2 separate regions of the Mus musculus genome follow, and region 2 is linked to region 1. Evidence: chromatin contacts called from public promoter capture Hi-C data. All regions are on one chromosome and are shown on one strand. Each heading gives the region's core, a stretch centred on a gene start, on an enhancer-like site or on the middle of the called end of the contact. The rest is flanking DNA. Distances are from core to core; before and after follow the strand shown.

Evidence for each region. Promoter capture Hi-C pulls out the DNA fragments that hold promoters and counts their contacts.
Region 2: a promoter capture Hi-C map of embryonic stem cells shows a contact between it and region 1, with 7 times the contacts expected there. The contact joins the promoter of Adgrf1 here to the enhancer-like site in region 1. A contact is called at or near these places in 3 of 39 promoter capture datasets (embryonic stem cells and stem cell-derived epiblast-like cells), 3 of 15 datasets of contacts at CTCF or cohesin (embryonic stem cells and large pre-B cells), 3 of 484 Hi-C or Micro-C datasets (ECoMG myeloid progenitors, bone marrow-derived macrophages and embryonic stem cells), 3 of 115 datasets of contacts at active chromatin or transcription factors (embryonic stem cells, large pre-B cells and stem cell-derived neural progenitor cells) and 3 of 9 other capture datasets (adipose tissue, liver and macrophages).

Annotation. Positions count from the first base shown.
Region 1 is chr17:42,996,973-43,001,429 of GRCm38.p6, reverse strand. No RefSeq gene overlaps it. Among named protein-coding and RNA genes, the nearest start is that of Tnfrsf21, 17 kb to the left of the region's middle. Within about 2 kb of position 1,434, at least 11 of the 459 cell types and tissues checked have an H3K27ac peak or open chromatin away from gene starts, as enhancers often do.
Region 2 is chr17:43,267,754-43,272,206 of GRCm38.p6, reverse strand. It overlaps Adgrf1 (adhesion G protein-coupled receptor F1), which reads right to left and starts at 1,860. Exons shown (of 16, transcript NM_133776.2): 1 at 1,723-1,860.

The DNA of each region.
Region 1 (4,457 bases), core at 185-2,684:
TCTCTCTCTCTCTCTCTGTGTGTGTGTGTGTGTGTGTGTGTGTGTGTGTGTGTGTACACGCTTCTCAGCTGTGTATGTGGATTCAGGGATGCTCGTGTCATGACACATGAACAGAAGTCAGAGGACCACTTGAGGTGTCTGCCTTTTTGAGGCAGGGTCTCTTGTTTCTCTAATTCGGGCAGCTTTTTGGAGACTCTCTTCTCTCACCCTTCTCTCTTTCCACAGGCTCACCAGACCTGCAGCTGCAAACACTGCTGAGCCCAGCTTCGCGTGGCTCTGGAACTCTGAGCTCAGCTCCTCAGTTTTCCACTCCCAGATTCAGAGGAGGAGGAATCTGAGGGTTTTCCTTCATCCTTCGTGTCACGTGATCGTTTTCCCTTAGCTTGGTGATAACCGGATCACTAGGTTAGGAAGCGTCTCAAAGAAACCCTTATGAAAAAGCTTAAGATTTCTGGGCTCTCCGCTGGCCACATAAGAAGAGATGTTCTTGCTGAGACCTAACGCCCACCCCATCCTCTTTAGGCACCAGAGACGTAAGACCCCTCTGCTCTCTATTGACTCACTGCGAGGTCTGGAGGAGCTTGAGAGGAGGCGTTTCCACAGTGTCTTGTGGGATGGACCCTTATTTGCTATGGGAGGGTAACAGGGAAGCTTTCGATTAAGCAATAGATACAGACCGTGAGAGCAGTCAGACTCTGTGACTCCCTTTAGTATTTTCAGTTGCTAAGTAGGAGAAATAAACTATGATATGCATGCCTCATGGGTCTAAGTATGAGGTCAATAAACAGGAGGCCATTGCTGTAATCCTTCAACACAGAAGCAAGGGCCTTGTCAGCTGAGTAGGATTCTCCATTGACGATGGAGATGTTGTGTTGGGCTCAGATGCTCCCCTCAGATGAATATAGAAGAGTTAAAGCCAGACATACTTATTACAGTCTACCACCCTCACTGTCCAGCCAGAACACCTTGCTTCATTTTCTGGCAAAGAACTTCTTCAGGGCAGACCTCCCACACACGGCTGAGACTTTCCGGGAAGCCCACTAGTTGGGGTGTCTGAGGATTTGCTAAGAAACCTCTTTCCCTAAACAGTGTAGAGAAGAAATGAAGAGGAAAGCCAGAGGGAGAGGAGTCAGAAGAAAGGAAAGAGCACTTCCTGGTGAGATAAGACTTAATTCATGCCATGAAGAGGGATTGCAATCTGGACGGTAAATTATAGGGCTACACCTCTGAAGGCTGGGGAAATTCCAAGACGGGACAAATGGTCAGGAACAAGAGAAATCTAGGACCACGAGGAAAAATAATGTGCAGATATAGATTGAGAGCTACGTTTACTTAATTCTTACAGTGACTCAAAAACTAGATATAATCTCTCCATTTTTACTCAGGAAATTGCTGCACAGTGGAATTAAAACCACATGCAAATGCATTCAGTTAGTTAATTGAGTATAACTTTCTACCAGATGCACCTGTCTCTGGTCCCCTCACTCAGTCCACACTCTCTTGGATTTGAAGTGAGAGCTGGAGAGTTATTACGGGTTGGAGGTGGGGTAGTAATAAAGTTGGAGCCATCCCAGGCAATAGTTGGGTAAGAGAAAACATAGTTTGACCTTTGGTGTGGCAGGGTAAGCCCTGTTGTTTCATGGTTTGGGGACTGACGTAGAAAAATACTGAGATAAAAAGGAAGTCTGCTAGTACCTTCTTGATGACCCAGTGCCACAGGGTCTTACCCAGGCAGCTTTGTGGAGACAAATCAACCCAGTCCTGGAAAGTTCCAGAAGCCTCTTCATGCTTTCATGAGCAGATGGTGCCACGAGGACCACATGTCAGAACTTACAGATTTTAGCCCGCCATAGTTTTATTTTATTTTCCCTTTCATTGTGTAATTCACACAAGCCGTGACAGCTTGCCTCATTGAAACGTTCTTCTTTAAAGTCTGCCCTCCCGTGTGGTGTCTTTTTGCCTGACTGAGCTACTGGCCAGTCCAAACAAGTAAAGCTTTCAGAATACAACTCAGACCTGGATTTTACAAAAGTAATTCATTCAAACCTAGCTTTATTGGTGTGTGTGTGTGTGTGTGTGTGTGTGTGTGTGTGTGTGTGTGTGTGGTGTATGAATTTTCAAAGTCTGTCTTGACTATTTATCTCCCTGGTTCTGGTGTGACCCAATAAGATAATCCAAACTGAAAGGAGATGCAGCACCAGCTGGCTGCACTGCCCAGCCCTGTTGCTCATACATCATGGAATCCTCATCACTAAGATTCATCTCAGAAAGACTGATCATACCTCTTTGTCTGCAGCACACTGCTGACAACGCCTATGTAATCTCTCCCTCTGTGTAAGTGTATGCAGGTGCGTGTGCACATATATATGTATGCATGTAAAGGCCATAAGTTAACATGGAGTGTTTCTTTAATTTTTTTCAACTTACTTTTTTGTTGTTGGTGTGCATGTGTACGTGTGCATGCCAGTGGAGTGTATGTATGTACTGTATAAGCATGTGGAGAGGTATCCATATGTGCGTGCAAATGCCAGAGAAGGTGTTCCAGACTCTCTCACTCCTCATCTTACTTCCCTGAGACAGGTTAGCTTATTGAACCTGAAACTAAGCTGGTGGCCAGTCAGTCCCACGATCACCACCTCCAAGGAGGTGTCACAGGCATAAGTGTGTCTACACCCAGATGCTCATGCAAAGGTTGAGATATGAAGGTGCATCCTCCTATTTGTACCGCACCCACTCTGACCCACAGGGCTATCTTTCTAACCTCCTGTCTACTTGGGGAGGAAAGGGTTGACTTCAGCCTACAACTCTCAGATACACTCCATCAGTGAAGGACATCAGGGAAGGAACCTGGAGACAGGAAGGGACAACTTATCAGCTTTTGCCTCCCGATGCTTGTTCAGTCTGCTTTCTTACAGCACCCAGGACAACCCACTCACAGCATGCTGGGCTGGGCCTTCTCACAGCAGTCACTAAGAAAATTCACTACAGGCTTTCCCATGGGTCAGTCTAGTGGGGGCATTTTCACAATTGGGGGTTTCCTCTTCTCCCGTGACTCTAGCTATGTCAAGTAAAACTAAGTCAGCATACATTCCAGCTGTTTTGTTTGTTTGTTTGTTTGTTTGTTTGAGACAGTGTCTCCCTAAACCTGGAGTGCAGGGACTCAGCTGAGTCAGCTGACTAGTGCACTCCAGAGATCTGCCTGTCTCTGACTCCTCGGCTCTGAGCATGTGTTGCTCTGCCTAGCTTTTTACACGGGGACTGGGGATTTGAACTTCGATCCTCATGCTTGCTTGGCAAGCCCTTTACCAAGCCATCTCCCAGGCTCTAGATTCCCTTCTGAATGGAACTGTAATCACTGCCTCCTCCAGCCATTTTCATCTCTTCTCTTACCAGGTACCCACGCTTATTATCCTAATGCATACCATTCACCAACCACAGCTTCATTCATAAACGGATGTAACAATGAACCACAGAAACCATTATATTCACATGTTACATAACCTTTAATATGCTATCATCTAATTTTGCTTTGTTATCTTTACGATCCGAAGCACAGTTAGAAACCGTCCTTGCTGGCGTATGTAGATCGATTGGTTCTTTCATTTTGACTCACATAGTTATTTCTTAGTAGACATACAGAGCCTGTGGTCACCATTCATAACCCGTAGGTGTGTAGGTTAGTTTAAGATGGTATTAGTTGCCTATTTGTGCTTTAAATTACCTTCCTCTAGTTTGTTTATGGAAGATGTTCTAAGGTATTAACCCAAGAATGTTATTTCCTTAGCCATAATTATATATACTTAATTTCACTTAGTACCACCAAGTTGCTCCTCAAAGCGTAGTTCTGTCTCTCTATCTTTTTCCCACCAAGATTTGATAAACTGCTAGCTGGTTTTCACCAACTTCACACAAACTGTAGTCATGTGGGAGGGAGAGATCTTGGTTGAGGGATGGCCTGTGGGCATGTCTGTGAGGCAAGGTTCTTGATTGTTGATTGATGTGACAGGACCCAGGCCATTGTGAGCTGGGCCATCCCTGGGCAGGTGGCTATGGGAGGCATGAGAAAGGTCGTTGACCCTGAGCCTGGGGGCAAGCCAGTAAGCATCATTCCTCCATGGTCTTTGCTTCATTCAGTTCTTCCTCTGGGTGATGTAGACCTTTCCTTCCCTCAGTGAAGGAGGATAAACTATAAACAGAATGAACCCCTTCATCCACAGGTTAGTTCTGGTCTGCATTTTATCCCAGCAACAGAACCAAATGAGGACAATAACATATAAGTTTTGTCCAATGGTGAGAGTATAATATGACCTCATCTTAACTGCATGTTATTCATTTTTTTTTAAAAAATTGTATTTACATTGACTTTCGCATCTATTTGTTTACGTGGGCATGCATTTGTGTAGGCGTGAGTGTAGCACACAGTGTGTGTTAAGGTCAGAAGACAGTTCTAAGAGTTT
Region 2 (4,453 bases), core at 611-3,110, 270 kb before region 1:
ATGGTTAGTGAATCATAAAGCAAGCCGCTCCTCTTATAAGTCAAGCCAAGCAACGTATTCAAGCCTTCATTCCCTGCCTGGCCATCCTTGTCAGAGAGATAGGCTTTAATTTTGGTTACGGCTGGGTGATTAGTAGAGATTTTATAATGAAATTAGAGAGAATTTAACCCAAGGCTCTACCAGCTTAACAATCTTGATTGATTATAGAAGGTTGTTGTATATATGTTTGCTGTTTTCTATAATCTCTGTGTCTGACGGTCTGTCTGTCTCTCTGTCTGTCTGTCTGTCTCTCTCTCTCTGTGCGTGTATGTGTGTGTGTGTAAGGAAATGGATGTGGTGCATATATGTGAGTGTGTCTCTGTGTGTGTGTGTGTGTATGTGAGTGTGTGTCTGTACTGACTCTATTCCAAGTACCACATAAATATAAGTTTATCTTAATAGAAATTGCCATGGAAAAGCCAAGGTCACTTCTCTAAATCCCCTCCCACCTTGACCTGTCTATTCATAATTGTTATTATTATTACCATCATCATCGTCGTCGTCTTCATCGTCAATCATGTGTTTTTGCCTGCACATGTATGATGCAAGGGGCATGAGAATGCCATGTAGATGTGTGGAGGTCAGAGGACAACTTTATAGAGGAATCCAACTCCCACCATATACCTGAGCGATCTCACTTTATCTGCTGAGCCTCTCAGCCAGTGCCTTGACCTTCTGTTTATTTTTCCTTCGGTACCTTTCTACCCTTTTGTCTCTGACGTGAGGGATGAGACAAAGGGTCAGGTTCACATAAGTGCATCCCTTACTGCTGTGGTTAAGACCGGCTCGGATCTCACATAGCTCAGGCTGGCTTCAAACTCTTTGTAAAGCTGAGACTGCCCTTGAACATCTGATCCTTCCACCTCTACCCTGCAAGGGCTGGAATTCCAGGCTGTGGCACCATGCTCAGATGTAAGTGAAGATTTTTATGGAAAATAAAACCGTGACCTTTTCTAGGCCTGTGGGGTCATCTTATATTTCCTCGGGGAAGAAATAAGGGGCAACCACTGTAAAGGACAATGGCTTTTCTGAGAGTCACGAAGGGTGTTCAGTCGGGAGAAAACCTTCAGATTTATACTGGTCCGTGCAAGGTTCCAATAGACACATTCAATAGACCGCAGTGGAAATAAATTTACTTGTCTCAGACACTTAAGGTGGCACAAATTTGTGATCCCAGAACTTGGCAGAGGAGGCAGGAGGATAAGGGATTCAAAGTCAAAGCCAGCCTGGGTTACACCAGTTTGGGGCCAGCCTGCACTACATGAGACCTGTCTGGACCAAAACAACCTAATAAATAAAATCCATTTTATCTTCTCAAGCATGCACTTGAGAAACAAACAAACAAACAGCAGTTATTTTTAACAGGCTCCCTGGAGGAAGCTGTCATATGTTAGGGAGTCGAACTTCTCAGGTCCGTAGCAGTGGCCTGCCCTGTCCTGGGGAGAACCCTTGTCTTGCAGGGGGGAAAAAAAAATCTAGCATTGACATGGAGAAAAATCTCAAGTTCCACAGTTGGGGAGAAACAGAGCCCTGTTGTTTCTAACAGTTGCTTCAACGACTCCCTTCCTTGTTTATCTTTTCAGGAAATGAGATGTTGAAATCAGAATATTCCCCGTAGAGTAAAACACAGCTTAACCAACAGCGCTTGGGTCCTCAGGAATCACACAACAGCTGTTAGCTTACCTGGGACTCTGGACTTCACAGCACAGCTGAGCCTTTCTCCAATGTTCCCCAGCCACTGACACCGTTGGGAGATGCCAAGGGACGCTGGTGACCCAGGACAGGACTGGCAGCCACAGGTCCACTGATGTATCTATCACCAGCTCAGGCCAGGTTGCTGCCTCTGCTGAAAAACACTGGGACACACCCCCTGCAGAGGGAAAGCCAACAGACTTTCCTGCACTCCCTCCCGCCCACTCAGAACCAACATCAGAGCTTGTAAAACAGGCAGTCCAGAGACCAAAGACTTCCCGTTTCTGCCACCAGAGATGTGAGGCTGAGATTGACTACAAAGGGGACAAATATGCTCTTGGGCATGCAGATCAGGACCCTACAAAACATATTCCCTTAGGTGCTCCTGTCCAACCTTTCTGGACATTTTGGGGAGTCACACCCCATAAAGTTGAAGAAATGCATCCCTCCCTGCGGAAGTTCTGAGGAGAAGCAGGTGAGTTCTGTGGGAGGGTAGATAAGATCTCTTCTTTTCCAAAGGTCTTACTCAAAGCTGAAGCATCACCATACAGCTCGCCTGAGTACAGGGCCCACAGACCTCCTCATGGAAAAAAACCGTGGAGCGGACAGCAGCTAACAGGACAGCCGGGACGGGCTGAAGGTGAATGCCTTTTAATAACGATCACGTTCTATCTAAGGTTTCATCCAGCTTAGAAACTGAAGGGTGACCTCTCAATGATGACCAAGCTGACTCGTGAATTGCTTTGTGGTCAACATAACTCTCAACGTGAACAGCCTCATCTAAATTACACAGGGGGCAAAAATGTGCTATTTCTCAAAGAGGAAAATGTCCCTGAATTCAGTGAACGTCCTCGTTTTATTTTGCTTCCTTTAAGTATGCAGAGTCTACAAATGGTTCGAGGTGGTTTTACAGTACAAATTCGAGAATAGCATAGTGTTGGGTAAAAATAAAGAGCCAGGAATGTTAGCTGGGTAGGGTAGCTAATGCCTATAATCTCAGCATATGAGATGCTGAGGCAGGAGGATTGCTTTGAGTTCAAGGCCATCTGAAGCCCTAGGCTACAAGCCAGCCTGGACAGAGTGAGAATCCACCCACATATACATACATACATACATACATACATACATACATACATACATACATACACATATATACATAGATACATATATTCATACATACACACATACACGTGTGTGTGTGTGTGTGTGTGTGTGTGTGTGTGTGTGTGTGTGTACTGCCTCTGTACTGGTTCTGTTCCCAATACCACACAAACCATGGTTGTGAGCATCTGTAATCCTCACACTTAGGCAGTAGAGGCAGGAGGGTCAGAAGTTGAAGGTCCTCCTCCTTGGGTATATGATGAGTTCCAGGTTTTCCTGTGCTATACAGGAAGATCTTACCACAAAAATAAATGAATAGATAAATAGACATACAGACAAATAAACAAGGGAACGCTTAAAAGGTAATGTCAAAACCGTGCAAATGATAATCGGAGTGATTATTATGTTTTACCAACTCAAAACTTCATGCTCGGCCCAGAACTCCCTAAGATCCGTGAACAGAAGGGAAAGGCTTATCTACTGGGGTGTCCTCGTCTCCTTTTCAGAGTAAAGGAAGCCTCACCCTAGGCAGGGGAAGATTAGTGTAGGAGCAGTGAGTTTCAGGGGAGACATCCTTGTGCTTGGGGTGTATTTCCAACACGAGAGGCTACTTAATCTCTCATCAAAGCCATCAGGGTCTTGAGGCATATTCTTAACTCGACTCTTGTTTTCCACACAGCTGGACTGCTCAGTCTATATTGTAACCCTTCTCCAGCCAGTGTAGATCTGACACAATAGGAAACTTAGCAGGTAGATGGCGCCCATCTGAAAACGTCCATTATATGAGGGTGCTGGCCACTGTCTATCAGTCTTGGGGATAGGAAACTTAGAACGGAATGGAGTTAATTTTATTTTCTTCCTATTCTCTTATGGCAGAGTTCTGCCTCTCCATACCAACCGGTTGTGAGAGGCACCAAATTTCCCCGCAGAACAAATGGCTGAGAATGTCTAGACATATATCCAGCTCCATACCCGGCAGTCTAGGATTAGAACAGGCGTTTCTTTTGCTCTTGCCATATTAAAACGTGCTGCTCGCAGAAGCGCCTTAGTCGCCGACAGCTTCATTGCAGGCAGCTCATAAAATGGGGCCGGCCAGGTGTGACGGGGTACACTGTAGTCTCAGTGCTCAGGAGGCTGAGGCAGGGGGATTGCACACCTCAGAGGCTAGCTACATAGTGAGTTCCAAGCCAGCCAGGGGTTCATAGGAAGACCCTGTGAAACAGGAGAATGTACATATGGAAGTAAATAAAATGGGGTTGGAAAACCTCCAGGTTTTATTGGGCAGGATCATGGCTGGGAAGTCGGAAAGTAGTCATGGAGGGGGACCACGAAGCAATAGAAGGTCAAATGGAACAGTTGGTTCACAGGAAGCTAGATATAAATCACTAGAAGTTCAGAGGGAAGGTCCCTTACTCACCTTGGCTGTGTGGTGCTCAAGCAGTTCTTAGGGATGATTGTGAGGCTCTCAGCTCCAAGGGGGCACTACCATGTCTCAGAGCAAAAGCACCTGGGAGGATGCTAGAAAGTAAGCAGTGGCCTTGGGAGACTCTCATGACTACGTTGGTTTGGGAACAGGAAGGAGGATATGAACCTGAACCACGAATACTGAATAGTTTGTAAT